6 separate regions of the Mus musculus genome follow, and all the other regions are linked to region 3. Evidence: chromatin contacts called from public HiCAR-type, HiChIP or PLAC-seq and promoter capture Hi-C data. All regions are on one chromosome and are shown on one strand. Each heading gives the region's core, a stretch centred on a gene start, on an enhancer-like site or on the middle of the called end of the contact. The rest is flanking DNA. Distances are from core to core; before and after follow the strand shown. Region 1 holds the start of Gne (glucosamine (UDP-N-acetyl)-2-epimerase/N-acetylmannosamine kinase). Region 2 holds the start of Enho (energy homeostasis associated). Region 3 holds the start of Fam214b (family with sequence similarity 214, member B). Region 4 holds the start of Myorg (myogenesis regulating glycosidase (putative)). Region 5 holds the start of Ccl27a (chemokine (C-C motif) ligand 27A). Region 6 holds the start of Nudt2 (nudix (nucleoside diphosphate linked moiety X)-type motif 2).

Region 1 (4,690 bases), core at 23-2,522, 1.0 Mb before region 3:
TAAAAAAGTAGATCTGAAAGTTTCACTTGTGACTTTTTGTTGTTGTTTGAGACACAGGTGCAGCTGTGCTGTTCAGAATACTGTCTAGCTTCTCATTCTCTTGCACCTAGCTGTGGGAAATGTCACCCATGTCAGGAGGTTCACCACGATCTCTAACTTCAGCTCCAGGGTATCTGTTACCCTCTTCTGGACTTTGACATGTGCACTCTAATGTGTACACATCCTCTGCCCCACCCCCCTACCCCATATACATGATAAAAATAAGCTAAAATAAAATCTTAAAAACAAAACAAAACCAACCTTCATCAGGAGCTAGCAGCACAGGCCGCTCCCCACCTTCCTGGGTCTTGGATCTGCAATTAGTCTAGCAGATATTCTTGAGATGTCTGTGTACCTCAATCTATCAGACTATTGAAACTATGGCCTCAAAAAACCCTGAAATTTTCCCCAAGAATCTCATACTCAGAGAAGGAAAAGACCGAATGCTGGTGCTGAAAAGAGACTTCACACGGGACTGACAATTTGTGACTGCCACTTTGCTGGGGAAGTTAGAGTCCAGACAGTGACAGGTGGGCTACAGCTTGCCCTGGACCTCTTAGATGTGCACATCTCGAACTCTATATATTTTAACCTAAAATCTGAGGTCCCAAAATGGATCCAGGGGATATGTCTTTGGATATCTTTGTCCCTCTTCCCAACATGGCCACATTGAATTAACCTCCGTTTTTTTGCTTTTTTTTTTTTTTTTTACTAGTAACTCTGTTCTCATTAACTTATGGAGAACAGGTGACAGAATTTGGCTTCAAGGGGAAAAACTGTGAGGCCCAAATTTGGTAATAGAATTGCCTAGATCCCTGGAGTGACAGATAACTCAGAGCTGACTAGCATGTGTATTGTCACGCTGCACTCAGCCAGAGCCTCGTGGCAGGGGTGGCAAAGCTTAAATTCCAGGGTGCACTCTAGGACTACCGACACTGAGTTGCCTTGGAGTTTGGTCCACGAGATGGCACTCAGCTTGGGTGCAAAGCTAAAACAACCATCTCGTGGGAGAACTCGGGCTTAACTGTGGGCTCTGCCAGAGGAGAGAACACCCTCAGGCGAGAATAAGGGTCAGCAAACCGAGTGGATGCCACTACCAGAGGCGACACGACAGCGGAAGGTGCGCCACACGACTGACCAACAGAAATACGCCAAGGAGGGGCTGGGACCCGGTGCAGGCGGAGCCGGAGCGATCGACCGTTCGGCGCTCCGCGGGAGCCGGGGTGTGCGTTGCGAATGCAGGAGCAATGGCTGGGGCTGGGTCGAGCGCCGAGTCGTCGAGCGGCGCCGGGTAGCGGAAGCCACCGGGTGCGCTTGCCGGGGCCTGCCCTGTGGACCCGCTGGACGCGAGCCTGCCAAGTGCCGAGGTGGCGCCGGAGGGAACTAACCCGGCGGAGGCCACGAGTCAGTCGGTGACTCACGAGCATCGTGCCAGGCTCCGGCACCTCTGCTGCAGCTGTGGGCCTCGCGCTGGGCGTCCGGGTTCTACGCAGCAGGGCGCCTCTCCCGCCCGGTGCGTTGCTCCGGCGTGGGATCCCGGAGCTGTCAGACTCAGCGTGCGGGTGAATGGGGACCGGGGCTTGCAGAGGTAGGCCTGGCCAGGGTCCAGCCCATCCGTGCACGCAGCAGGCGGCACGGCCCTGGGTCCCTGGGCAGAGACGTGAGATAGCTGCGGGGGCCCAGCACTGCCTAGGTGGGGAGAGGGTTTGCACCGAGGGACTTCTTGGAGGCTTGCCCAACTCTGACTGTCTGGACACTCGGTGTCCTTGGAAATTTGATAGACGTTTATATCCGTCCTTGAACAGGCTTGTAAAATTGTTAGAGGAAAGAATAGATCGGCTTTGCACCTCGATAGGAGGGGTGTGGCGGCGGGGAATGGTTTCACAGTAAAGATAATGGTTTAGCCCGACTGTAGGGGCTCTGGAAGGAACATCAAACTGAATTATTATAGCTGGGCAGCAGGGTTCTGAGAACTCTGTACAGCCCTTCCCTTTTTATTGCGGTGAGTTCCATCCGCTCTGAGTGAAAGAAAGGAGTGTCTCAAGTTCTCCGGAAAGGTTTGCACCCGTGGATGTTTGTGGAATATACACACAAGGTAGAGGGTGTGTGCGGCAGTGACCTGCGTGTAGGAAGGTCATCTAGACTTGGCTTTGAATTGAAGTTCTATCAGTCATTAACTAACTGTGATTTAGATCAAGTGGATTTTTTTTTCTACACCTCAGTGTCCCTGTCTGTATAGTAGAGAAAATGAGGATGGAATAACGTGTCTAACGCCGTGTTAGCCCACTGCTGGAGGAAGCACTTAGCAAACGTTTACTTTACTGTTGTTTCTCTGCTGGTGACTGCTTGCACAAGTGTGCTTATACTTTCTCGTGGTTGGGACATTCACTTATCCTTTTGCAGCATTTATAAAAGCACAATTGAGTTGAATGTAGTTTGTGAGCATTGCCATTTCTCGGAGCCAGGGAGATTGCTGCTGCTGCTGCTGCTGCTGCTGCTGGTGTAACGCTTCAAACTTGACTTGAGTTTGGGTGCTCCAAACCCAGTAAAACCGGTCCTATAATTCGAGCAGCTGTAATAACAGCAATCCGGAAGCCTTGGGTTTTTTTGTTTTTTGTTTTTGTTTTGTTTTGTTTGTTTTTGTTTTTGTTTTTAGAGAGCCTGTCTCCAACAAGGTGAAAGAAACGTAGGGGAGAGCTGGTGAGGTTGTTCTGTGTGTGAGACAGGCATAGAATTGATAGATGACTCAAAGGCAGAGAAAGTGAAGTAAAAAGCTCTATTGAAGCAAGCTGACAGCTCCTGGTGGGATGGGATGGGCCCCCGGACTTGGAAGTTCTGGCAGGTGGACTCTGGGTTGGGCATTTTATAAGACCCCATTTCCCTAATTGTCTGGTCCTCCGGCCCAAGGGTGGCCTTTCCTTTCTGCTTGTTTTTGTTTGTTTGGGTGTTTGCTGTTGTGTTCCTGTCACTCATACCAGATCTTACAGAAGCGTGCCCCTGTGCTCCTTGTCTGTCTGAACCCCATTCCTGACTCTCCAGTGGCCTGATGCTGGAACTTGCCCTCTGGCCTCCGCTTTTACCCATGCAGCCAGCCATTTCACTGGCTCCCGTGTTATTCGTTTGCATTTTGCAATGTTTGGGACCTCAGACTTTTGTATGGGGATACACAGTATCCACTGGCAAATATAGATACAGTTGATCAATTTTCATTTTTGGTTAACATTCCACTAGGTAAAGAAGCAAGTTTTATCTTGCTTTGCCTTGTGCTTTATGAAACCTAAATTTCCTTCAAATGGTTTAAGTCCACTTTGTCACATTCCGCATCTGATAGTGACCGTGAAGATGCTGCTCACTATCTGCACCATAAAATGTGTCTTTAGTTGTTCAAGTCTTTAATCCCTGCACTCAGGAAGCAGAGGCAGGCAGATCACAGTGAGTTTGAGGCCAGCATGGTCTGTGGGAAAAAAAAAAATCCCAGGACAGCTAAGACTATGTAGAGAGACCCTGTCTCAAAAAATACAAAACAAAACAAAAGTCCCTTTAGGACTATTTCACGCAGAACAGATAACAATTTGGTCAAGTTTCTGATTTTTGTTGCTCCTGTTTGTGAAAGCACAATGGTTGGGGTCTGTGTGTCTTAGGCCCTCTTCCCCAGTGTCAGTTCCTAAGTCAAGAGTCTCCGTGCCTGTCTCCGTTTTCTGTGCAGAGCCCCACGCAGCCGAAGACTCAGGAAGTACTGTTCACTCAGGATTTCGCTTCCATGGCTCTCATAGCCCTTCACTTATCATAAAACTGATATTGTACCTTTGGTTTGATATTTCCATTGCCTTTAAATTTTTCAATGTTCCTATTTAATTCAGAAACATAATATTTAAAAAATAAAGAATGTAGCAACAGTTTGTAAAATGTTTTCAATTGCATAATATACATTACACACACATATATATTTATAAATAAATATGTATATATAGGAAGATGGTGCATTCCTGTAATTCCTGCATTCTGGAGGCTTAGACGAGAGGATTGTCGAGTTGGGTTGTTATGTAATGAGTGTCAGGCTAGGCCAGCCAGGGAGGGCTACAAAGAACTCAAAAAGCAAAACAAAACAGAAGAACAAAACCAAAAACCCATAAATAAGCCCAAATAACAAATGGTGAGGATAAGGAGAGGAGAGAAAATGGAAAAGAAAAGAAAGTAAAGGGAACCAAACTGGTGCTGCGAGCCACTAGGAAGAGCCGCGTGGCTGACAGGAGCTACTAGGAAGAGCCACGTGGCTGAGAGCTCAGCTGGCACACTCTGTTCTTAGGTGTGTGGTGACTTCTTCATCTGCTTATTTATTTACTGGAACATGGTCTTTCTACAGGACTCTGGCTGGCCTGGAACTTGCATGTAGACCAGGCTGGTCTGGAACTCCTAGAGATCTGCCTGCCTCTGCCTCCTAAGTGCTGGGATTAAAGGTGTGCCACACCATATCTAGTTTGAAATAATTAGTTGTGTGTGTATATTTTTATTTTGTAAATGTTTTTATTCTCTCAGACATTACATTCCAGGGGCAGTTTTCCCTTCCTCTTCCCCCAGATCCACCCTCTTCTCCCTCTGAAATAACTAGTTTTTAAAATTCAAGAAATACTCCTCTTAGCGGGGAGGAGGT
Region 2 (5,154 bases), core at 1,452-3,951, 1.4 Mb after region 3:
ACAGGAAGAGAGGAAAGCCAGCTTGCTTCTGCCAGACAAGAAAAAACAGAAGAAGAGATTTAAGCCCTCCAGCCCCTTCCAGCAGCACCCCCCCACAGTGGCCCAACACTCCCCACTGGGCCCTGCTTCTTGAAGTTCCTACCACCTCTTAACAATGCCAAACTGGGGACCCAGCCCTTTGGGACACATTCTAGATCTAAACTCTAGCAGTTTGTGAGGCTTTGTCTGGCAGACAACGGGCAGATAATATTGACTACTCGCCATTCTGCTGCTCCTGCGCTGGGCTTCTGGAAGTCCTGCATCCCACTCCATGGTGTTCTCATGTGGGTCCTGCTAACCGTTTGGCTCCCGTGGCTCGAGCACTTGTTGAGTCGTCCAAAGTTAAACACATCTGAGTACTTTCTGAGAGGAATCTCAGACTGTATCCTAAAAGAAGTGGCAGCGACAGCAGGGGCCGCTCCACCAGTCTGTCCATGACCACCTGGAGTCTAGGTCCTAGACAATAAGATTTTAATGTCTGGAATTGTTTGAAGTCTTCTTTTCACCATGTGGACCAGGCGAAGATTGTGGACCATATGAGAGTGGGGCGACCAGGGCGTGTGGCAGCTCTAATGTTTCGGCCAGTTCTGACTCCTTAAGAGAGCTCACCTACTTTTCCGACTTAACTCTCACCCTGTTGCAAAAACTAATCGGAACCGGACCTCATTCCTGAACCTTGGAGCTGCTTGTCCGTGTCTGCTAAACAGCTCTACTAAAGCATTCTACCTCAAATTTGACATCTCCAAACATTACGGCCTTAGTTCTTTGCTGAAACTTATGTTTAAATTATATTTGTCTAGTGGGGACAGCTGTGTGCTACAGGGTGTAGCGTGGAGGACAGGGAACAGCTTGGTGGAGTTGTGTCTTGCCTTCCTTCCACCATCATGATTCCAGGGATTGAACTCAGGTCATCAGACGTGGTGACAAGTGGTTATCATGGTTGAAGCATCTCAGCATCCCCTCTTCTGGGCTCTTTATCACGGGGCATTGCCTCACAGTGCTGCAGCTGGTAACCAGTTACCCCAGAATGTCCTCTTCTTACTTGCCCTGCCTTCTGAGTTCTGCCTACTGATGTACCTCAATACCCCAGTGTGTTTCTGCTCTGTCAAGGATGTATTTTTACTCCCTCATCATTGTGAAAGGTAGGAGTATCTTTCACTCTCAAATGCTTTTAAAACTCCTTTCCACCCAATGGCCCAAATCATCCTTCTAATTTCTGGCTATGATCACATCACTCCGATGATGCTCAAAATTCTTCAGTGACTCCCCACTGTTTCCAGGATGAAATCTGAACCCCTGCGGCTAGGTCACAAATTCACTGGCATTATACTCAGATGTGCGACCATATGTCTCTCTCTTTCCTATAACTGATCTGATCCCTCTCACAATACCCCCACCCTGCTGGGTAACAGGGGGGAACTAAAATTAATCCATCCTGACAAACTCCACGGGGTCCGTAGTTTATTTTAGACAGCCTCTAACACAGCAGCTTCAGATGATTCAGCCCTTGAGATGGCTTTACACTCCCCTTTCTCCTTTTCTTGGAAGGAGGAGCCCTGCCCCTTAGCCACCTGGTCTTGGCTTGTCAGCTGACATTTGCTGAGATGTGGTTGGTATGGTATAAATGAATTAGTGAGAACCTAAGAAGTAGCTATTACTATGACAGTTTTATTGAGAAGAAAGCTTCGTTTAAGAGAGTTAGAAAGTGGAACCAGGAACCAACACCACTGTGACTCCAGTATGCATTTTGCTGTGAGTATAGTATTCTGAGGGAAGTTAAGGCTGGATGTGGGGCCATGGGTCTCTGACTGTCCATGGACAATATGTGATAGAAGCCACACACAAGTACACTTAAGAATCACTAAAGGGCCAGAAATGTAGCTCCTTGCATGTGTGAGCCCTGCTACTTAAGGGTCTGAGAGGGGAAGGCCTACTTGACTGCTCCTGTCCAAGCTACCTTGGTCTCAGAACTGTTAGGATGGAGAGTCAGGCCATCCATGCCGTCTGGATCTAGTTCAGCCAGAGCTGGGCCATTCTTCAGGTGTCTCAAGTTCCCTCCAGCAAGCCATGCACAACCCTGTGACCAACACTGGGTGAGAAATCAGTAAAACGCAACAAAGGTCATGAATTCCCAGAGATCACACTGTTATTAGGACTAGGGGCAATCTACAGGCGCTGTAAAGTGGACATGAGGTACTCTACACTCTACTGGGAGAGGGATATGTAGAAAGATGATAGGTGAGGAGGGTCAGGTGTGGAGGCACATGGACTTTCTCAGATAATAGAAACAGACTTCTCTCAGATATGGAGGGGTGGACGCTTCACATGTGGGGGTGCATTCCAGGTGTGGAAGATGCAAGAAATCCCTGCAAAAAGGTGGGCTGACCCTTCACCTTTTCAAGGGATGGATCAAAACAAAGTGGCCCCTATATACCCCTCCTCTCACCCTTCCCAAGCCCCTCCCTCCTTCTCTCCTGCACCAGGATGGTCGTGTCCCACCCCAGAGCACAACCAATGGCGCGGGAACTTGGCCCGGACAGCCAATTGAACGGCGGCAGCGGCACAGAGATGGCTCCTCCCCCAAAGGGCCGCAGGCCGCTGGCCACTCACGAGGCGGGGCTCTCCGCTGTTTTTTGCTGCCCGCCGAGCTCAGCCGAGCTCAGCCGACTCCCTCCCGCCGTAGCCGAGCCCAGCCGAACGCAGCCGAGCCCAGCCGAACTCCTCGACGCTCCTGCCGCCGCCGCCCGAGTGCTGCCGAGCGAGAGAGCGAGCGAGCGAGCGAGCTAGCGGCCCCGGCCGCGGAGGAGGCGCCGCCCCAGGGGGAGGAGGTGCCCGCTCTCCGCAGACCGCCCGCGGCAGAGGCCGGCCCGGTCGCGCCCCGGCGGGAGCGGCCGGCGGAGGCTGCGCGGCCCAGGGGGAGGGCCCGGGGAGTGGACGTCGCCCCTGCCCGCCTCTCGCCGCCCCCCGCCCGCAGGCTCTGGAGCCTCAGTCGGCGCTGAGCATCCCGTTGTCCCGGACCCTCTCGCGGGCGCGCACCGGGCTCAACTCAGGTAAGGGGGGCTCCCCTACGGGCAGAGGGTCGAAAAACAGAGATCTTGGACGAGTATAAAGAGGCAGTGACCCACACAGAGACAGAGAGACACACAGCTTGGAGGAGAGATAGACACAAAGGCAGAGACACATGCAAGACGCACAGAACCACCGATACCGACCCCATGGAGACCTGTCCCCGAGGGCAAAGGGACATGCAGTCGTGAAAAGAGACAGTGATACACAGAGAGACTGGTAGAGAAATGAGACTCAAGACACTCAGAGATAGGGACACAGAGAGACAGGCAGCCACACACCTTCAAAGAGGTGTGTTTGCAGAGGCAAGGATGCAGATCCAGCGAGAGACAGAGGGACAGGAAGATGTACGTTCAGACACACACCTGATCCAGAGAGGCAAAGTCCCAGGGAAAGGTACACCTAGGCACACAGCCTTGGGTATACAGAACCCACACGTTCCTGCCAGAGCCTCCACAAAGTTCCCTCTGTGTGAGCTGGCACCTCTGCAGGTCTCCTGGACTGGCTGACTGCAGCCCTCAGAAAGGAGAGGATGCCCTAGCCACTACAATCATGGTCATAATCTTCCTCCTGGGCCTTAAGCCACCTCAGTCCCGCCCACCAACAGCACATCTGAAGGGCTAGAAGCATGGTGGGCAGGGCTAGGCTGTACCCACCAGTTCCGAGGAGAATGAGAAAGAGGCTGCCTGCCTACTATAGCTTCCCCACTCTGGCTGCACCACAGCACCCAGGGGCTCAGAGCCAGGCCTGAGGGCGGAGGTGCTGGCTTTGTGGGGTACCTGAGACTGCTGGGACTCACTGCTCTCTGCCTGAGGCCAAAGATGGAAGCTGTCCCCCTAGGCTTCAGCCCACTTCTTCCTCCTCACCTCCGTCTACTTTCCTCTGTACTTCCTCAGGCCCAGGACTGCAGGTGGGCATCTTCCCTGCCAAGAAGTCGCTGTGTGTGGACAGGACAGCCACCTTGGATGGTTGGCCACCCCAGAGTTGTGCCTCGGCATGGGCCTTGCCGCTGAGGCAGCTCCACTGTCTGCGCTGGCCTGAGGGTGCTGTCTGTCATGGGGGCAGCCATCTCCCAAGGGGCTCTCATCGCCATCGTCTGCAATGGCCTCGTAGGCTTCTTGCTGCTACTGCTCTGGGTCATTCTCTGCTGGGCCTGCCATTCTCGATCTGCTGACGTCGATTCTCTCTCGGAATCCAGTCCCAACTCCAGCCCTGGCCCCTGTCCTGAGAAGGCGCCACCACCCCAGAAGCCCAGCCATGAAGGCAGCTACCTGCTGCAGCCCTGAAGGGCTCTGGCCTAGCCTGGAGTCCTGGACCTGAGTATACCTGAGTCAGAGCGTGGAATCGGATCCAAGAAGTCAGTCGGCCTGGGGTCCAGTCGATTTGACACTGGACCCAGCAGCCTAGATTGTAGCCAGCCTGGCTCCAAGAGAGGCCTGAGTGGCCCTAGAGAGAAAGGCCTGGAGGGGGGGTTAGGAGTTGGTGCTAGGGCCAGGGCCATCTGGACTCTGCTCCATCCCAAGGGCCAAGGGCTGAGTCCATGCCTTCCCTAGGCTCAGCACATCTGGGCTCCCTAGGTTGGGGAGCAAACGGGAACCCCATGGCAATAATGGGAGGGTGTCCAGGCTGGGCCCCTTCTCTGGTCCTCCCACTGTTTGTTGGGTAATAAATGGAACTATGGCTTGCCCCGAGATTTCTTTTTTTAGGGGCTGTGTGGTAGAACAGAAAACAAATAAAGGTAGGAGGTGAGTGTCCAGCTGGCCTTTATTTGTGCAAAGAGGGTATAATGGAGGCTGAGGGCCATGGAGAAAGGTGGCATGCCCTTAAGAGCCAGAATGAGAAAAGCAAATACTGGGATTGGTCAGGGTGAGGCACGTCCTTGCTTGTATTGGGTTCAGAACACGGAGCAGGGTCTGGGCCAGACTCTCAGGTTTTGGTTTTTACTTCCCTCACGAGGTTTAGCAGTTTGTCCAATTTTGCGATCTCCACAGCTGGCCCCTTCTGCACTTCCTGCCCCTTCTTCTCCTGAAAAGAGGGTGAACACCAGTG
Region 3 (4,643 bases), core at 873-3,372:
TCAGAGAAACCCTGTCTCAAAAAACCAAAAAAAAAAAAAAAAAAAAAAAAAAACCAAAAAGGTCCAGGATCATCCCCATCCTCTGATGTATAGTGTGTTTGAGGCCGAAACTACATGAGATCTTGTCTTTAAAAAAAAAATTTTTTTTAAGTCAGGCTCTGTCCAGTAGCACACACCAGTAATCTCAGCATTGCAGAGATAGAGGCAAGAGATAGCTGAAATTGCTCAGTCTGAGTGACTAGAAACTCTGTCTCAAAGAAACAAAGCAAAAACAACAAAACCTCCCAGTAACCTGTAATCCTAACACTTTGGAGGCAAGGCAGGATGATTATGAGTTCAAGGGCAGCCTAGGTTATATAGCAAGACCTTGGCTTTAAAAGAAGAACAAAAAATGCAAGATAAGAGTTTAGAGCAACTAGGTATGACGCCATGCATGAGTGACCTGTGTTCCTTTCCCCAGGGCATACTGAGGCCTGGAACTTTTTTTTTTTTTTTCTTATCCTGACTCCTTTAGTATTCCCCCTCTGATCTTTGTAGAAAACTAAAGCTTGAAATTATAGTTAGAACAAATGAGGGCTGCCAAGAATTTTCCTAAGATGTGAGCTTTGCTAAGACAAATAGATTCTCATATTGATTCTTCACTTGTGTTTAGGGCTTTGAGACTTTTTAAAATCCTGCTGGGCAGTGGTGGCGCACGCCTTAAATCCCAGCACTTGGGAGGCAGAGGCAGGCGGATTTCTGAGTTCGAGGCCAGCCTGGTCTACAGAGTGAGTTCCAGGACAGCCAGGGCTACTCAGAGAAACCCTGTCTCGAAAACCAAAAAAATTCTGCTCCTTCGTAGCAGGGAATTCAATCTTAGGGAGCTGGGGTCTTTTTTAGGGAGTTCCTCCTACTCAGTAGAGGTAAGGAGAAAGCATACTAGAGGTCTGTTGTGTACTTGTATTAATTGTAAAACCCAGAGAGGAAGTAGGGGGGGCCCTCTTTTTACAGTCCAGTAATAAACTAATGGTCCTGGGGACTCATAGCATAGGCAAAGCATTGGCTTCTACTTCCTTTGGTTCTGCTGTTTGTTCCCTGTTTCTGTGACCGACAGGGAGAAAAGGCCTGAGTTGGTGACAACCTGTCTGACTTGCTGATAAGTTCAGAAGACAAAGTAGACAAGGCTATCCATTTTCTCAGGTTATCTCGAGAGCACTCCCTGTAAAAAGTGTCTGTGAATGCCCAGTCCTCGCAAAAATTCCGTCCTGGTTATTTACAGAGCTAAGGACAAAGGTTAGGGATGCTGACTATAATGCTGCTTAATTTGGCTGGCTCTGGGCTGGGCCCGGGGCCCTGTGACTCAGGGGGAGCTTGGTGAGTTTCGAGGGAGCTGTGAGTCATGAAGACGAACTTGGTCTCCATCTGACTTTGGGCAGAAGGCCTTCTAACTCACTTCTTAGGATGCTCTGTTTCCTCGGAGCAGAGGCCTGTCAGCAAAGAGTGCTCCAAAGCCTGGTCTCGGAAGGGTTTTGAGAGTCCCTGAAATGTCAGCCTCCTGGGGTCTCTAACAAAGACAAAAAGGGGGTGGGAGAGGATGCCATCTTTCAGTATGGATAGAAATAAGGTACGACTGTAGTAGGTCTTTTTTTCCTGCTCTTGTAGAAAGCTTACTCGATAGCAACCCTTTTACCTGGAGCTGTTTCGGGATGTGGGGGCGAATGGGCTTGGGGATATGTAGGGTTGGGTTTGGTGTGACTTGGAGATTGTTGAGATTTATCTGTGAACACACTGGAGCTTCATATTAATTTACTTCAGAACAGGAAGTGTGGAGGAGAAAGGTTTGTTGAGCCCTGAGAGAATGAAGTCTGAATGGGGTTAAATGACAGGGCAGAGAATTGCTTAGGACTTGGACAGAAAAAGGGTTAAGGAGGTGGGCGGAGCGACATTGGGTAGGCCTGCCCTTATGTGGACCAATAGGCGTGCGCTCCTTGAAGAGGGCGTGACTCACGCTTGAGGTTGCTGAGAGGCTGGCCTCCACTGGGCCAATGAACATAGTTGTTGCCCATAGAGGGTGTGGTCTGAGGGGGGCGTGGCAGCCGTGGTCGCAGTGCTGGGGGTGGCTGGGCGCTGGGCGGGGCGGGCGGCCCCATCAGCTGGTAGGAAATGGCCTGTGAGTCAGAGGGGCAGCTGAGTCTGCGGCGCGGAGCCGGGGCGGCCCCGGGGAGGGACCGTCGCAGGGAGGGGTGCAACAGCAGCTAGAGGGGCTGCGGACGCCAGAGCCCGCTAGTGTTGCACACGAAGCTGATCAGGGAAGGGCCAAGCAGAGCAAGGCTCTCAGCCTAAGCCACCCTTTGTCTGGGTTGGGGGCCCGTAGTAGGGGGGACTGGTTATCCGAGGGGAGGGACCGGGACGGGGACGGGACCGGGACGGAAGGGCCCGGAGCAGCGGCCACCGCGGCGGAGCCAATTTGGGAGCGGGGTGAGTGTGTACTAGGTGGAAGGATCAGATCTCCAAAACCTCTGCAGGGTATGGGGCCTGTCCCAGACTGTGAAGAAGGGATGAGAACCGACCTGGGAGGCTAAGCAGGGGGTGGGAGGAATCGTCCAGAACAAGGAGTCCAGGAGTCAAGGTGAGTCTCCCCGTCTGAGTTTGGAGGGGTTTCTGAGGTCTGCTCCCTCTCTATTAAAGGTGAAGGGCTCTAGGCCAGAGTGAGAGCGAGTGTGAAAGCAGAGATTAACCTTTCTACTCAGAACAGTGGTCTTGGGAACAGTCACCCTAGCGTGTGTAGACTTGTGTGAGGACAAAATGTACAGCAGTGAGCAGCAGGACTCTGCCCAGGATAAGAGTGGAAAACACATGGGTAGGAATTCTTACCCTAACCTTCCTTAGGGTAAAAATGGGTGTCTTGAGAGTGAAGGGAAGGATAGAATGAGCCTAGGTGTTCTTCTTGTACCACAACCTCTCCCACCTCCCAGGTCTAACAAGTATCTGAGGGTACAGACCTCATGGTATTCTGGGACTTGTTGTTTTTGCTGGCCTTGCTCTCGGCATGTTGGGAGCTGTAGTCCTTGGCAGCCACAGTCTGGCACAGCTGTTTAATGCCAGCTGCTGCCCATCCCCAGCATGGAGGGCGAGGTTTGGCTTATACTGGCTTGTCCCTTCTCCCGGCAGTCCTACCCCATGAGTCAGCTTGAAGCTGGGTGGCAGAGGAGTGAGTCTTCGAGCGTCTCTGGGCAGGGAGGGAACTAATAGGACTCTGGATTAATGAGCAGATGCCAGCATGCTGGGGTCAAGTAGGGCATCATGTCATCACCTGGCTTCCTCGAGGCAAGGGCTCAGGAGGGCAACTGAGATGACCTGGAAATTGGGGTGCTCAGGAAAACGCCCTTCTTGAACTTTAAAGCTTGGGTGGAGACTAGGAGGGGAAGAAAGGAGAACAGGTCATACTCTCACGACACTGCTACTACTGGCGTTCTCCGCTTTCTAGCCATCTCACCCACATGAAGGACTGGAATGTTCTTAGGGTCTCATTCGGAAGGGGGCCTGGTGAAATGGCAAGGTGTGGTCTGAAAGGAAGGCAATGGCTGATGTAGGAGAGTCCCTACGTGTAAATGTCCCCCCTCTCTCCGTCTCCTGCCACCACATGAACTGCTGCAGTTCCCCATGTACAATTAATCTCTCCACTCTTCACCCATACAGTGTGTCTCTACACTGTCAGGCTGCTGACCAGATCACTGGTGCTAGCTCGGATTTAGGCTTTTTTTTTTTTTTTTTTTTTTTTTTTTTTTGAATCTTGATGTGTGTTTCTCCTGAGCTTGAAGTTGGGCTGGGGAAGAAACACAGTCCTGTCCTCGGGCCTGACATAATCAGAAGTGAACAGCAGTGTCATCGGGTTTCAGAAAGTAGTTAGTGATTTGCCTGTCTCTGCCTCCAGAGTGTGTGGACTAAAAGATGTGTGCCACCACTCCCCTCAACTTGTTTGTTGGTTTTGTGTTTTGTCTGAGGTAGGATGTCTCATAACCTCATCTGACCTTAACTGTCTGGTGTAGTGGGAAGTCTGGCTGTAACCTGGTTTTTGTTTGTTTGATTTTGACAGAGGACCTCTCAACATGTAGCTAGACTGGTCTAGATCCTCCTGCCTCAGCCTCTAGCACTATGTTAAAGGGCAGTATGGTTGGTAGTGCTCACAGGCTGCTGACCAAATAAGGATGACAGTGGGGACAGCTGGCCTTCAACTTGAGAGTCTGGTCACTGAAATATTAGTGGTCTGTGAAGACCATTGTTGTGCTTTGGCAACAAAGAAATGCTTTAGCTTTTTTTTTTTTTTTTTTGAGTATTGGTTGTGCCCTGCGGGAGGGGCATGGAGAGATACTCCAGTTATTTCCAGTTGGCTGCTTGCTGCTTCCTTATCTCTGGTTTGCAGGGCCTGGGGGGAGGGGTGAGAACTAGAAAGTATCTTCTGACTGCGTTCTCTCCTTCCACCACTTGTTTTTGGTTAGATTTCTTTTTGTTTCGGGGAGGTCTTTAGGGGATGGGGGTAACAGTGTAGCCCTGGCTGTCCTGGAACTCACTCTGTAGACCAGGCTGGCCTTGAGCTCAGAAATCTGTCTGCCTCTGCCTCCCAAGTGCTGGGATTAAAGGCATGTGCTACCCATGCCCTGCTG
Region 4 (4,787 bases), core at 1,288-3,787, 1.5 Mb after region 3:
GTTACAACTCCCCCGCCATCATTTTACCCGTATCCCAACCTTAGGTAAGTTTGGCGCAGATGCATCCACTTGCATACTGGAGGAATTCCTTTAGTGACAGTGGGGGTGTGCCAGGAGACTACTTGGGGTGGGAAATGTTTGTTGCGGCGCAGAGACAGGAAATTAAAGCCAGGGGGCGCTAGCGCCATGGGACGTCAATGGTTGGTAGAGGCCCGAAAACCGCCAAGAGGCCAGGCTTGACAGATTGAGTTGAAAGCTCACCTAGAGTCAATGGAATCGGGTCCCAGGGCTTTATACAAAGGGTAAGAGGTCAAGGTTGGGAAGCTGTGTCTTGGGTTTCAGAAACTCAGCAGCAGAACTTGAGGTCAGTGATCGGTCAGTGTCAGAGATAAAACGCTGAGATAAGGTTAACGAAAACTGGAGTGACTCATCTCTCCTTGCAGATGGGACACAAGTCACTTCAAGAAGACTGGTGGTTCCCAGAGAAACAACTATGTAGTCCATCCTGAGTTTGTGTCTGAGACCTGTCCTGTCTACCCTTCCTAGTAAAGCTTTGACCAGGCCAAGGGAGGAAGTGGCTCAATAAACTCTTCACCACAAAGACTGCTTGCTGTGTCCTTACTTGGAAAGATCTGTATGAGATAAGGAAACCCACCCCCAACCATTTCAGACACGCCCGAGTGACCCACCTCCTGATAGATATATCAGCAATCCAGCTGGCGTCCTCTCCATCACCACAGAGATGAGTTCCCCTAACCATCCAGATCTTTCTACTTGAAGACCCTTTAGCTGTCATTATACCCACAAACATAGATTCCTCTCACATCTCAGATCCCAGATCTCCATTACAGCCTCCCAAATGCTCCCTGTGCTCAGAAATGTTTGCTGCCCTCCCCCTTCCAAGTCTAAGAGCTACCAAACATCATTTTGGAAGAATTCATGATCAAGAAACTTCACATTGTAACAGAAAGTTCTGCTCTGTCCTGCAAGGGAGGGGGTGGGGTTAGGAGGGGGGGGCGGTTATTCTAGAATCTCTAGGGGGTTAGTGTTTTCCCATTTTCTTGCACCACTGCTCCCTCTAGGGGAAAGAACATGGCATGGCACAATCATTTCTAACTAAAGGTTGTCACTAATAGAAGGAGCTACACGTTATATTAGGGTATAGTGGGCATTGCAAAATACCGAGCAGAAACTGGGGTACTGCTAGTCTGGTCCTGAGTGCTGAGAACTGACAGTTCGGAACATAGGCTCTTTGGGTCTACAGGATCCCTCCAAGGCGTTCTTGACTGGGGTATTGACAGTGGGAAATGGGAGCACAGGTCATCCCAGAGTTTTTAAAGCCATTTTTACACTTTATCCATAACACGTGGAGATGAGAGGCCAACTTGAGGGAGTCTACCCTCTCCTTCCCAGCCTGGGGGTTCCAGAAATCCAACTTGGGTCAGTGAGCTTGCTTTATCTGCTTTCTATTTTCCAACCCTGTGCCAGTTCTTAAAAGAATACAGCTCCCCAGACCTTGAGGGAACAGATTCCTGAAGACTCCTGTCTTAGTCACTGTTCTATGGCATGGTGAAGAGACGCCATGACCATGGCAATTCTTTTTTTTTTTTTTTTTTTTGTTTTTTTTTGTTTTTTTTTTTTTTTTTTTTGGTTTTTTGAGACAGGGTTTCTCTGTATAGCCCTGGCTGTCCTGGAACCCACTCTGTAGACCAGGCTAGCCTTGAACTCAGAAATCCGCCTGCCTCTGCCTCCCGAGTGCTGGGATTAAAGGCGTGCGCCATCACGCCCGGCCATGACCATGGCAATTCTTATAAAATAATTTAATTGGGGTTTTACTTACAGTTCCAGAGGTTAGTCTGTGATCATAGCAGAGCATAGCAGCAGGAAGGTATGGTGGAGAAGCAGTTGAGAGTCCTCCCTTCTGATCTATAGGCAGAGGACTCTGAGCCTGGAATAGGCTTTTAAAAAGTCAAAACTCACCCCCAGTGACATACTTCCTCCAACAAGGTCACACTTACTCGAACAAGACCATGACTCCTAATCCTTGTAATCCTTTCAAAGAGTGTCATGCCCAGGCCCTAAGCATTCAAATATATGAGTCTGTGGGAGCCATTCGTATTCAAACCATCACAGATACGTCTTCCCCCCTTGCCTTGCTGTGCTCTTATACACATAGCAATCCTAGCATGGCGTTGCAAGAACCCTAACATTCAGCAAGAACCCCAACAATCAGCCACTCCTTCCTTCGGAACTACATCTCCCATAAGGCCTGGGGATGAGCCAGGCTAGCAATGGTCTGGCAAGGGCGGCGCCTGAGGCGGGAGGTGGAATCAAGCTAGAGGCGGGCCCAAAGGGCAGATCTGGGGCGGTGAGAAGAAAGTCTGTGCAAGGCACGCAGAGTGGGGGAGGGGCTGAGCGCCAGGGGTGGGGCTGGAGTCCCAGGCCTGAAACCACATTGGACGGCTGGGAGTGGCCTAGTAGCCGGAGGGCGGGGCGCAGGAGGGGCTCCACGGTGCCCAGCCAGGCAGCAACCCGCAGGGCTGTGGCTGATCAACTCCTGCTAGCGTAGAAAGATCAGCCGGAGGACCCTTCTCCCTTTCTTCCGTGTGGCGGTCACTGAGGTAGGTGAACCTAGTGGGAAGCCTTTGGGTCCCAGTGAGGGTGGTGAGTTTTCTAAGGAGCACACAGTTCCTGAACTTGCTCTAGTTGGTGGAGCGTCCCTGGACACCTGAACCCCTCCTCAGGCCAGAGCTTCCCAGCGGGCTACGGGCTCCTTGCCCTTCCCTCTGCCCCTTTGGATCGTGTGGGGTGTGGGGCCACCGGTGGGTGTGAAGTATTCCAGGCTGTGTTAGTGCAGTTACTTGATCCTTGTGGATCCCGTCCCTGAGCAGGGGAGGGAGATGGGCAGGATCGAATTGCCTTTGACATTTCCACTCCCCTCCCAACTGTGTCCGACAAAGGCCTCTGCCTCAAGTGGCTCAGTTATGCTGAGCTGGGCCCGCCCTTAAACTGTAGGCTTGGGACTTGCAGCCAAGACTGAGGTTGAGTGTGTAGCGAACAAGAGTTTTCTTAGGCTGAGCCACTCAGCAAACCCCACCTGCTAGCCTTAGCCTGTGTTGGCCAGCTGGCAGACTCGACAGATTATAGGGGTCTAGAACGCCACTAAGACTGGAGCCACAGAGTTCCTCCCCTCGGCTACAATAGCAGATGCCATTAAATTGCCCCTTTCACACCCCTAAAACCGTCCTGATCTGCCCGAGGCAAGCTGGATCTGCCGCAGCTTTTGAAAAGACAGACCTCACCCGTCCACACCCATTCTCATGGTGGAAGGTGGAGGCAGGAGGTTTGGATCCCAGTGGGTGGCTTCTGACGAGCTGTGTTTTCCCATCTATAAAATGGACAACAGCTCGCAGTGTTGCTGGTATTGGACGCTATGGGGTCATTTGGAAGAACATGGTGAGGCCCAACCAGGTGGGTGTTTAAATCTGTGGGCGCCAGTCCTTCATCGAAACCCTAATGGGTTCTGCCTGAGTTTTGAAAGGGCTTTGGAGGATATCATGGTGAGCTTCTCAGGCTCCCGGGGGTCATAAGATAAGACCAATTTAATATGTAAGCATTGGGGCTTAGGGAGTCTTTCCTATTCAGACTCAAACCCTCTCCTCTTAACCCCTTGATGCCCAGGATGTAGCCTTGCTTATGTTGAATGAACATAAGTGTACAGTAAGCCAATTTGGGGCCCCTGTAGTCTTCTTTGGGTTCCACTCAGCTTTGAGAGTATCAGTAAAAGACACTGCTACCCAAAGGAGGAGAGGGGATCTCTAACTTGTGTTAGAGATCAGAGCGGAAGTAGAGGCTGTTCCAGACTGTGCTTGGGTAGTGACCTGAGAGATTAGAGAGCTCTAGGGGGTGCGGGGTTTGGGGGAGAGGATAAGGCAGGGAAAAGAATGGGACTGAATCGTGTCTTCTAGAACCAAAACGCTCATCTGCACCTGACATTCTTTTTCCAATTGTTTATTTTACTGTATGTGCATTAGTGTTTTGTCTGCATATATGTCTACATGAGGGTTGTCAGATTCCCCTGCAGCTGGAGTTACAATTGTGAGCTGCCATGTGGGTGCTGGGAGTTGAACTTGGGTCCATCTGGAAGAACAGCCAGTGCTCTCAACCACTGAGCCATGTCTCCAGCCCCCTTGACATTCTCCTTTGAAGATTTATTTATTTTTATTTTATGTGTATGAGTATTTGCCTGTGTGTATGTGCACTCTGTGTGTGTGTGTGTGTGTGGTGCCTGCAGAAGCCAGAAAACAGCATTGGATCCCCTGAGACTGGAGTTACAGTTTGTGAGAAGCCATGTGGTGCTGGGATTCGAACCCCGGATCCTCTGGAAATTAAGTGCTCTTAACTGTTGAGCCATCTCTCCAGCTCCTGCACTTGGCATTCTTGACAGATTCAGCATGGGAAAGAAGGAAGAGTTCACAAAGAGCCTGAGCAGTTTATCACCTTGGAAGTTACTGGAGACAGACAGACAGACACTGGCATCTGGGAAGCGACTACTTACCATCTGCCAGTCTCTGTCTCTCCTTACCCCAGCTGGGGAGTTGGGCAACCACCGGAATGGCAGTGTCTCCCTGTGTGTGCACCTGGCAGCGCTGTTTCTTTGTTGGACTCTGCCCTGAGGGTTGAGACAGAAAGAGTTTGTGGCCTTCTCAGCAGGTTGAGACAAATCTGCCCCTGAGTCTGAGTTTTCCTGCAGACATATTTCAATGTTTAGCGTACCTTGTGTGGTC
Region 5 (4,733 bases), core at 520-3,019, 1.3 Mb after region 3:
GCCCAGTGTCCCACAGTAGACCCAGTGTCCCACAGAAGGCCTGGCATCTCACAGTAGGCCTAGAATCCCACAGTAGGCCTGGCATCTCACAGTAGGCCCAGTGTCCCACAGTAGGCCTGGCATCCACAGTGGGCCTAGTGTCCCATAGTAGGCTACCTAAGCGACTCCCACTCTGAGCTTTCTGGAGTCTTCTTCTCCACGTGCCCTTGGATTATGGATTCTCACTCACCCTCTCACTTGTTCCCAAGCACAGCCACAGGACATGCTAGCAAGGAGTTATCTTGAGACAAGCAGACCAGAACCAGGAAAGCCTCCCATGCTATGGCACGGCAGATCCCATCACCTCAGTATAAAATTCAGAGTGGCTTCCCTTCTTGGACCTCTCAACTGCCATGGAATCTGAGAAGTGACTTCCTCTACCCTTGCCCCGCCCCTGTGATTGTGCCCCCAGAATATGAGGGGCAGTATCTTCCCTCCTCCTCCAACCCTCACAGATCTCAGAACCATAGGTCTCTTTTCTGTTGCTGTCATAAAACACTGACAGAGTGACTTAAGGGAGAAAGGGGTCTACTTTTACCTCACAGCTCACAGCAGTCTGTCACAGCAGGAACGTGAAGGCAGAGGGATGTTGCTCTTCACCCTGACTCCCAACCTTGAGAATGGCAATTTTTAAAGAAAATATATTTTATTTTTAATTATGAGGGGGTACATGCACATGAGGGTTAGTGCCCTTGGCAGCCAGAGGCGTCAGCTCCTCCTGGAGCTAGAGTTACAGGTGGTTGTGAGCAACCAATGTGGGTGCTGGGAACCAAATTCTGGCCCTCTACAAGAAGCTAAGCCATCTTTCCCACCATACCTCTTACTCAAACTCCTGACTGCTGTGGTTGTCAGAACTGAAACCAAGCAAGAATTAATGCTGCTACTAAGAAGTCTAAAAGGGAGCTGGAGAGATGGCTCAGCGGTTAAGAGCATTGACTGCTCTTCCAGAGGTCCTGAGTTCAATCCCCAGCAACCACATGGTGGTTCACAACCATTTGTAATGGGATCTGATGCCCTTTTCTGGTGTGTCAGCTACAATGTACTCATATACAAAAAAAAAAAAAAAAAAAAAAAAAAGTTTAAAAGGGACCCTCCCCCTCAAACCAGGAAGACAATGGGGAATCCACCCGATGAATAATCTTGTTAACCAGCTTACTGCATTCATTTCTGACAGCTCCACCCCAAAGTTAGCCTCAGGCTTCATAGGTTTAAGAGGTGTCTTCACAATTGTTCCACTCTAGATGTCCGTACATGGTGTGAAAAAAAAATTAGATGATTTGGCCAAGGCCACTGAGCTAAGACATTTCCATACCTTAGCCTGCTCTAGGCTGTGTTCTCGCTGCTGGCCTATTCCTTCTGGTCTGAGGTCATTCAAGAACTGGGCAAGGAAGAAAAACAATTGGCAAGGTAAAAGCCAGGCAAGTGGGGGCACTGGGGAGAGAGGCACAGTGAAGATGATTCCCAAAGCACTTTTACTGCTGTCTCCAATCAAGGTCACAGTCTACCAACCTGCCTAACTCTAAAATCTGGCTCCATCCCAGAAAAGAGGGTCCTGCGTGTCTGGCATCTTAATAAACACAGACTATGCCCCTTAAGCAACAAAAATACAGTGCCACTTTTTAACGTTACATTTTGATCCCACCTCCTCTGACGAAAACCTGGTTCCTCCCCTTCCGGGTGATACGCAAGCCCCACCCATAGAATGCGAAGGTATCCCTGTGATGTAATTGTTAACGGTCCGTTTCCGGGGCGGAGCCAGGGAGGGCGGGGAGTTTAGGCTGTGCCGACCCCTGAGCCCCCCTTCAGGTGACTCCAGCCCCTCAAAATCTCCATCCAGGGCCTAAATGTCCCAGCTCCCCTGCCGCTAGACCTCCCTCTTTGGTGACTCCAAGTTCGGGTCCCTAGATAACCCTCCTCCTAACGCTTTAACTTCTAGTGATTTCCATAGCATCCATCCCATCCTGTCCCGATGTGACAATTGGCTTCCGGGGGTGGGGGCCACCTGCCTCAGTGTACCTGAGGACTATTCAGACTCGTCCTGGAAATGATGGCGAAGGGGACTTGCGACTGGGAATAAGTGTTCCTATCATGCTGTTCCACAGGAACCGTTCGGAGCCCCGGACATGTCGCGATTGAGGAGATACGAGGTGGCGCTGGAAGCGGAGGAGGAGTGAGTGGAGGCGGGAGAAGCGGAGGAGGGATGTGAGGCCGGGGGTGGGGGGAAGGTGAACGTCCCGGGGCGGGCAGAGCGGGCCCTCGAGGGGCGTGGGCTGCTGCTGTCCAGCCCTTGGGGGCGGGGCTTTCTGGAGGGCTCGGTTCCAGAGGTGAGGTCTGTGGGTCAGCCCCGCCCCTCCCGGTCCGGCTCTGCCTTGTCTTTGCAGGATCTACTGGGGCTGCTTCTACTTTTTTCCTTGGCTGCGAATGTGGCGCAGGGAGCGGAGGTGAGGGGGCTGCGATCTCGTGGGGGCATGAACGAGGTTCAGTGTCGGTGGACGGATGTGGGGGAGTCCAGGCGCCCCTGCCCCGCCTCATGTCATTGTCGGGTCGCCCTACAGCTCGGCGCACCCCCGGGAGCAGAAGCTGGAGCCTCTGCGGGGCCTAATGAGCTGTTTGTCGAGCGGCCTGAGGCCTGCTCCCCAGCGCTCGGGTCGTGGTCTCCTCTGTCGCACCCCCACCGCTGCTGCACAGACAGCCGGTGCATTAAAGATTTAAAGTCACGCCCACTGCCTCCCTGACTTTAGCGCCGCAGCCGCCTTTGGTGCTGGGAATCCCACTCCACACCTGCTGTTTGTTAACCCACAGGGCATCCCTCCCTGGTAGGAAGCCTTTGCATGTGTAGGACTCCATTGCTCCTAAGGGTCAGGCTTGTAATTACTATCAGTGACTGGCTCTCTGCCACGCCCTCCCCAAAAGCACCCACACTGAGAGTAGGCCACATCTTTCCCCCACTTATCAGTGTTCCCACAACTTCAGCTGTTACCACCTAACTCTAGCCATAACTTTGCCAGATGTCTGGAGAATCCTCTTTTCCTGGGAGTGGATATAAAACATTTTAGCCAAAGTTGAGGAGTCTGCTGTCAGTGAGAGGAAGGACCAGTTTCTAGAAGCTGTCTCCAGCAGTGTACCCCAGGAGAGTGACAAGGGTTGAGGGTCCAAGGTCCTTTCTATAGTTAAAACCCCAAACTGGCTCCCCCAATCTGATCCCAATTTTTTGTTTTTGTATTTAATTTTTTAAGTGTGTGTGTGTTTGTAATGTGTGTGTGTGCCCACCACAATGCATGTGCATGCAGAGATCAGAGGATATGACCCTTTGTGAGGGTTTTTTCATCCATATGGCTTCCCGGGATGGAATTCAGGGTTTCAGGCTTGGCACCATGGCCATCCTGCCAGCCCCATCACCGTTTTAAAAAGTCCTTGGTATCAGCAAGAACTAGCAGTTTGCTAAGAATCCTGCTACCCTAACCCCATGATTACTTTGTCCACCGAAATCACTCTGGAACCCGTTAACCCTTACAGTGGGTGAGAGTCAGACTGTCCTCATAGTGTCCACCACATAGACACACTGACTCCCATTCCAGAACAGGCACCTGAGGATTATGCTATGGAGACAGCCTGGATCCTGGCTGAGCTCAAAGCTGACTTTTAGCCTGGCACTGCCTCTGTCATAGCACACTGTGCTGGAAAAGAGGACTTGGCCTCCATATCTTTGGAGAAGCCAAAATTAGGAGAGAAGGAAGCCAGGAAAATGTTTCTGCCTTCCAAAGATCTCTGGATTGACAAACCCAGGGGAGCTCACATGGCAAGCAGTGTAGACAGGATGGTGGAGTGGGGTGAGCGGGGCAGGCGAGGTGAATTTCCTTAGAATTTCTTTTTTGGTGAAACACCCAAGCCCTGGGACAAAGATCTAGACCGGGCGTAAGAGAGAAGCTTCGGGTACCAAAACTTGAGGATGCATGGCCTCTGGCTCGTGGGTGACCTTCAAGTGTGCAAACTTTTAGCCATTCCCTCACAATTTCTGCATCGAAGACACCTTCAAATGCTTTGACTAGCCCTGGGTCCACATCTTCCCAGACTGTCATAAGACCTCTGAGAAAATGTCCAAAAGGTGCCTATGAGTCTTAACCCTGGTCAGGAGGAAGCAAGGCCTTTTCAGTTTAGCCAAAGAAACTGCTCGGAGGCAGTGGAAGTCCTATCCCAAGATCTCTACTCCAGAGGATGGCTGGCCTCAGAGCAGGAAATTCAGTCTCCAGATAAGGGATGGATTCTTGGTGTTATGACTCGGTTTATATTTTAAATCCAGAGCAGAACTTGAGAATTGAAATCCCCAGATTAGGAGCCTAGGCCATTAGCCCAATAAACACACCCCTACTCTAGGCCGTTTACAACTTTCCAGAAAGCATTGACTCAAAATGAATAGGAATTTTGCATACAGATCCAGGTATACCCCAAGGCCCCACTGCAATAAATTTGGATTTCCACATTGATTCCACCGAACCATATTAGTACATACTTATTTCTGATGGAAGGAAGCGTAGGGTGGGTACAGGTGTTTGGGGTTTGGGGAAATGGGTATTTCTGAAGCTGGGTTCGGAAGGGTATGTTCCTTCAAGCCCAGAATGGAAAGACGGTAGAATTTGAATCAAACGAGACGACCTAACTTTGTTCTTGAGTCCGATGTCTCCAACAAGCCAGAG
Region 6 (5,108 bases), core at 690-3,189, 1.6 Mb after region 3:
CTGCACTCAGGGTCCTGGGCTCTATAAGAAAGCAGGCAGAGCAGCCACAAGGAGCAAGCCAGTAAGCAGCACGCCTTCACAGTCCCTGCATCAGCTCCTGTCTCCAGATTCCTTCTGACAACGAACAGTGATAAGGATGAGTAAGCCAAACAAACCCTTTCTTCCTCAAGTTGCTCTGGGTCAGTTTCCTCACAGATGTTGTAACCCTGACTAAGACGAGCCACTTTCCCTGAATTTGGGTGCATTTACCTGTCTAATCACCCCCTTTCCTATCTGGTATTCCAAATATTTTCACCCTCTTTCAGTTCAAAACAGTACAAGATAGAAAAGTATACCTGACACTGCTGTGAAAGAAACTTAGCCACTCAGGTCAGGTTGTTACCTGAAAGACAGGTCCTCATTTGTAAAGTGACTCTAACGTGTATTTCTCATTGTTGAGAGTTTAAAGTATGTGTAGACAGACATGAATACATGCCAGTCACTCTTATCTTGTATTATAATAGGCCACCTGAATGCTTCTCTGTATTATACTGGCAGTCAACTCTTTCTAATAGTTGAATCAAGAATTTCCCCACCTCTGTGTCATAGTCCTGTCTCTCCTGGAACTCAGAGATCCTCCAGCCTCTGTTAGGAATAAAGACATGCACTATCATTTTTATATTTTTCAGGAAACAGCTGATAAACAGTGTTCACACTAAGTATTAGTAATTTTTAAAGATCAACAAGATTAATTCCCTTTAATATATTGTCAATTTTCTCTTTTGAATACTGTATTTCCTTATTAGTAAGAATTACATTTATTCTTTAACTGATTAGTGATTTACTTTTGTTTATGTCTTGTGTGTCTGCCAGTTGTGTGTGGTATGTGGGTGCCTGAAGAGTCCAGAAGAGGGCCATGGATGCCCTGGAGCAGGAGTTGGGAGGCTACTGTGAGCCACTTGGCATGGATGCTGGGAAATGAACTCAAATTTCTCTGGAAGAGAGGTTAAGGGCTCTTAACCACTGAACCATCTCTCCAGGCCCCCGAATCGCTCATTTTTGAGCTAAAAACGAGCACTCCATTAAAGTACATATGAAGCTGCACACATGCTGGCTACTGGATTTGTTCCTACTATGCTGGTGGTTCCTTTTTGACCTGAGAGGCTAGGCCTGGCCAAGCATTTTTTCCCAATAGTCTTTGCAACCCGTTGAAGCATTACTATTATTTTTCACAAAAGGAAAAAAAAAATAAAACTATGGTTCAGAAATATTTTTGAGTAGTTAATCAAATGCAGACACGTCCAATTTCTAACATCATTAAGCTTAATTGCCACTGGACATTAGAACATTTCTGCATTGGCAACTTGACTCTTCTCGATTTAAGCTGTTTCGCCTTTTTTTCTTAAGACGGGAATCTTGTGACTTTCTATCTCTGGGGGCTAAAGAGCACCTGTCACTCTTCCAAAAGATTGGGGTTCGGTTCCCCGGAACCTATACCAGGTGGCCCACACAACGTTTAACTCCAGCTCCTGGGATCCGACGCCTTCTGGATTCTGAGAGCATCTGCACGCACGTGGCGCGCATAGACAGACACAGACACACACACACACACACACAAGTAATAATTTTTACCAAACGTAAGATCTTTTGGAATGCAGGCAGGGTTTAATCGATAACTACAAAGCAAGCCTAGGGAGAAGATATGATTGGCCCGCTAAGTCCCAAAGGTGAATCTCTCTGCCTCTGGGATTCTTCCGACCCACGCCCTCACCACTGAACCTAGTCCTCTCTGGTGCACAGAGATAAACCGAGGTCCCGCGAGTGGATGGGGCCTGGCCTACACGCGCCTCACTGCCAGCTCCGTCCCCGCAGCAACAGGTCAGGAGCCCGCGACACTCCCCACGCCCCCCAGCCCCACAGCACTCACCCGTAGCCCAGAGGCAGGAGGCGGTCCTCGAACGGAGACGTAGCGCGCCAGCCAATCAGAAGAGCCCGGCTGCACTTCAGACGAGCCACAGAATTGGGCATCAGGCGCTTCCACCCGCCCCTGAGGCGTGGTTTTTTGGCTGGGACCGTCGCGAGATCTGCCTCAAGCTGAACCATTGGTGGAGAATGAACCGCCCCCTTCCCCTTCTGATTTCTGATTGGCCTTTTAGAGGAGAGGTGACAGGCTCTGTGAATGACCATTGGTCGGTGCTGCGGGACCGCGGGCGGGCGGGCGTCGGCGCGCGCGTTCGAACTGGCGCTTGTGGCGTTGCCATGGGGATGTGGCCTGGCGGACACCTAAGGCGGGTTGACCGGACGCTCTGCTAGCCCGGCCTTAGGGCTTTCTCCTCACCGCACTATTTCTTCGGTCCTCCCTGAAAACTGACTGAGGAGGAGCCGGGATTGCCCTGAGGTGAGAAACGGTGGCTTTAGCTTGAGCCCAGGCTCTGCGCCTGCGCGGGAGCGGGTGCTCCTGTCTGCGAGCGGCGCGAGCCGAGACCGGTATTTGCGGGGTAACTAGAACTTGGCTTCTCGGGTTCTTCGAGGGTTCTCGCGCTCTCTCACGTTTCATCTCCCTGTCTACCGCCTCTTCAGCAATTACCTCGACCACCACCAGCTTTGAGGCTTTTCTGAGTACCCCAAAGGCCTCTTGCCTTTGAGACACGCTCTTCAGAGCGCTTCGATTGGACTTTCGGTTGTTTTGTGAACTTCCGCAAACCTCATTCTCCTTTTTTCTCATATAATTTTGACCTCTGAGATAAGACAAGCCTTTCCACAGCGTCTTACGCATATTAGTTTTTTGTTTGTTTGTTTTGTTTTTTTAAGGAAATATTTGTTCAGTTGGCTTTCACTCACTACAAATAGATTCAGTTATCTTTCTGCCTTGTCCCATTCAAAGTCGATTTGGGGGCAGGTGGAAGAGAGAGGACACCCTAATCTCATATACAAGAGACAGAAAATTCAGCGTTGGCGTTCCCACGTTGGGGGCAGGAAGACCTGCTCAGTGTGGGTGGCAACATTCCCAAGGCAGGGAATTCTGAGCAGTAATAGAGTGGAGAAAGCAAGCTGACCGCTAGCATACATACATTACTTCATTATTTACTGCTTTTCTTTTTTTAAGTTTTTGTTTGTGTGGCTTTTGTTTGTTGGTTGGTTTTGAGACAAAGTTCTCAATCAGAGAGACGTGCTCTCTCCACATTGTAGTCTGGCCTACAAGTACCTCTTCTCAAACCCCTAAATGTATTTGCTTATAACAGGCCATTCTGTCCTTATATGCCCGAGGATTTCCTCTTGTTGTTTACTGACCACCAACTATCGTAACATTTTATCTGTGCTTTGGAAACTGAAATCAATTATTTGACTTTGAGTTTTTTTCACTTAACAGTGTGTGTGTATGTGTGTGTGTATATGTATATGTGTGTGTGTGTATGTATGTGTGTGTGTGAGCACTCAAGTGAAGGTCAGAGGACAACTTTGAGGAACTGGTTCTCATTTTCCATGTTTTTTAAGCAGCTTGTTTCTGCTGCTGCAGTGCATACTCCAGGATATTTCTATCTTACACACACACACACACACTTACTTCTCCCTAGGAGTGCTAGGGTTACACATGTGCAGTACCACATGTGACCTTTTATGTGGGTTCTAGGCATTGAATTTGAACCATTAGGCTTATTATAGGTTATGTGCATTTACCTACCAAGCCATTTCCTTGACCTTTATTTCAGGTGGTTGGTTGGTTGGTTGGTTGGTTTGTTTGTTTAATTTTATTTGTGTACTGGCTAGTTTTGTGTGTCAACTTGACACAGGCGCGAGTTATCACTGAGAAAGGAGCTTCAGTTGAGGAAATGCCTCCATGAGATCCAGCTGTACGGCATTTCCTGAATTGGTTATCAAGGGGGGAGGGCCCCTTGTGGGTGGTGCCATCTCTGGGCTGGCAGTCTTGGTTCTATAAGAGAGCAAGCTGAGCAAGCCAGGGGAAGCAAGCCAGTAAAGAACATCCCTCCATGGCCTCTGCATCAGCTCCTGCTTCCTGACCTGCTTGAGTTCTGGTCCTGACTTCCCTTGGTGATGTACAGCAGTGTGGAAAGTGTAAGCAAGCTGAATAAACCCTTCCCTCCCCAACTTGCTTCTTGGTCATGATGTTTTGTGCAGGAATAGAAACCCTGACTAAGACAATGTGTATGAATGTTTTGCCTGTATGTTTGTGTACCTTGTATGTGTGCAGTATGAAGGAAACCAAAAGAGGGTGTTGGATTCTCTACAGCTGTAGTTATAGACAGTTGTGAGACTCCATGTGGGTGCTGGGAGTAGAACCCTGGTCCTTTGAAAGAACAGCTAACGCTCTTAAGTGCTAAGCCATCTCTCCAGCTCCCATTTTTTTAAAAACTTTTTTTGGGGCTAGCATTTTAGACTGTAGTCCAGACTGTCCTGGAACATGCAATATCCTGTTTCAGCTTCTTGAGTGCTGCAATTATAAATATAAACCAACATACTCACTTTGAAAAAAATGTCTAAGCCTTTTATTACTTGTTTTGCTTGCTGTGTGTCTGTATGAACAGAGGGTGGCTTTTGGGGAGTAGGCCTTTCCTCCAGGCTTACTCAGGCTTGGCAGAAAGGGCCTTCATGGGTCAAGCCCTCTTGCCTGCCTTTAAAACATTTCTTTTCTTTGCATTTATATTCTACAGAGAGAATTCTGTGATCACTCTCTTCAGAAAATATTAACAATGCAGCCTCTGTCCATTCATCAGGTATCCAGAATCCTGTTGCATTTCCAAGACTATTTCATTATTGACTTACGGCCTATATAGTCACAGTGTTATTGCTGATTATTCTTTCTTATATGAAATTCATAGTTCAGAGACCTGCTCACTGTGGATGACACCATTTCCTAGACAGGCAATTCTGGACAGTATAAGAGTGGAGAAAGCAAGCTGACCACTAGTGTCTTAGTTAGGGTGTCACTGCTGTGAGCAGATACCATGACCAAGGCCACTCTTAAAAGCAAAACTCTTAATTGGGGCTGGCTTATAGGTTCAGAGATTCAGTCCAGCATCATCAAGGCAGGAGGAGCATGGCAGCATCCAGGCAGGCATGGTGTAACAAGAGCTGATGATAGGTTGCTGTTTTGTTATTTGTGTAATGAA

What was found. Promoter capture Hi-C pulls out the DNA fragments that hold promoters and counts their contacts. HiCAR-type assays count read pairs that join an accessible place to other places. HiChIP or PLAC-seq counts read pairs in DNA pulled down with a chosen protein or histone mark. Capture Hi-C pulls out chosen DNA fragments and counts their contacts.
Region 1: a promoter capture Hi-C map of adipose tissue shows a contact between it and region 3, with 2.4 times the contacts expected there. The contact joins the promoter of Gne here to the promoter of Fam214b in region 3. A contact is called at or near these places in 2 of 39 promoter capture datasets (cranial neural crest and liver), 1 of 484 Hi-C or Micro-C datasets (liver) and 1 of 9 other capture datasets (adipose tissue).
Region 2: a promoter capture Hi-C map of the HPC-7 cell line shows a contact between it and region 3. The contact joins the promoter of Enho here to the promoter of Fam214b in region 3. A contact is called at or near these places in 4 of 39 promoter capture datasets (the HPC-7 cell line, embryonic stem cells and liver).
Region 4: a HiCAR-type map of astrocytes shows a contact between it and region 3, with 4 times the contacts expected there. The contact joins the promoter of Myorg here to the promoter of Fam214b in region 3. A contact is called at or near these places in 2 of 39 promoter capture datasets (embryonic stem cells and liver), 1 of 484 Hi-C or Micro-C datasets (muscle stem cells) and 1 of 115 datasets of contacts at active chromatin or transcription factors (astrocytes).
Region 5: a contact with region 3 is called in an H3K4me3 HiChIP or PLAC-seq map of embryonic stem cells, with 5 times the contacts expected there. The contact joins the promoter of Ccl27a here to the promoter of Fam214b in region 3. A contact is called at or near these places in 3 of 39 promoter capture datasets (liver, pre-B cells and stem cell-derived epiblast-like cells) and 1 of 115 datasets of contacts at active chromatin or transcription factors (embryonic stem cells).
Region 6: a contact with region 3 is called in a promoter capture Hi-C map of pre-B cells, with 2.9 times the contacts expected there. The contact joins the promoter of Nudt2 here to the promoter of Fam214b in region 3. A contact is called at or near these places in 4 of 39 promoter capture datasets (the C10 cell line, embryonic stem cells, liver and 1 more), 1 of 115 datasets of contacts at active chromatin or transcription factors (stem cell-derived neural progenitor cells) and 1 of 9 other capture datasets (liver).

What each region holds. Positions count from the first base shown.
Region 1 is chr4:44,069,299-44,073,988 of GRCm38.p6, reverse strand. Gne (glucosamine (UDP-N-acetyl)-2-epimerase/N-acetylmannosamine kinase) reads left to right here and starts at 1,272. Exons shown (of 12, transcript NM_001190414.2): 1 at 1,272-1,627.
Region 2 is chr4:41,637,849-41,643,002 of GRCm38.p6, reverse strand. Enho (energy homeostasis associated) reads left to right here and starts at 2,701. Exons shown (of 2, transcript NM_027147.1): 1 at 2,701-3,089; 2 at 4,002-4,859. The coding sequence starts at 4,161. The coding sequence ends at 4,391. It overlaps Dnaic1 (dynein, axonemal, intermediate chain 1), which reads right to left. Exons shown (of 20, transcript NM_175138.4): 20 at 4,845-5,130. The coding sequence ends at 5,032. Gm12405 (a long non-coding RNA gene) reads right to left here and starts at 28. Exons shown (of 4, transcript XR_001784269.1): 1 at 1-28.
Region 3 is chr4:43,037,780-43,042,422 of GRCm38.p6, reverse strand. It overlaps Fam214b (family with sequence similarity 214, member B), which reads left to right and starts at 2,122. Exons shown (of 9, transcript NM_001253353.1): 1 at 2,122-2,457.
Region 4 is chr4:41,500,825-41,505,611 of GRCm38.p6, reverse strand. Myorg (myogenesis regulating glycosidase (putative)) reads left to right here and starts at 2,537. Exons shown (of 2, transcript NM_001085515.2): 1 at 2,537-2,621. 1110017D15Rik (RIKEN cDNA 1110017D15 gene) reads left to right here. Exons shown (of 7, transcript NM_001253777.1): 6 at 1-44; 7 at 444-603. The coding sequence ends at 546.
Region 5 is chr4:41,771,212-41,775,944 of GRCm38.p6, reverse strand. Ccl27a (chemokine (C-C motif) ligand 27A) reads left to right here and starts at 1,769. Exons shown (of 4, transcript NM_001164044.2): 1 at 1,769-1,845; 2 at 2,142-2,209; 3 at 2,421-2,480; 4 at 2,595-2,759. The coding sequence starts at 2,163. The coding sequence ends at 2,751.
Region 6 is chr4:41,461,979-41,467,086 of GRCm38.p6, reverse strand. It overlaps Nudt2 (nudix (nucleoside diphosphate linked moiety X)-type motif 2), which reads right to left and starts at 1,939. Exons shown (of 3, transcript NM_025539.2): 1 at 1,907-1,939. Kif24 (kinesin family member 24) reads left to right here and starts at 2,239. Exons shown (of 13, transcript NM_024241.2): 1 at 2,239-2,377.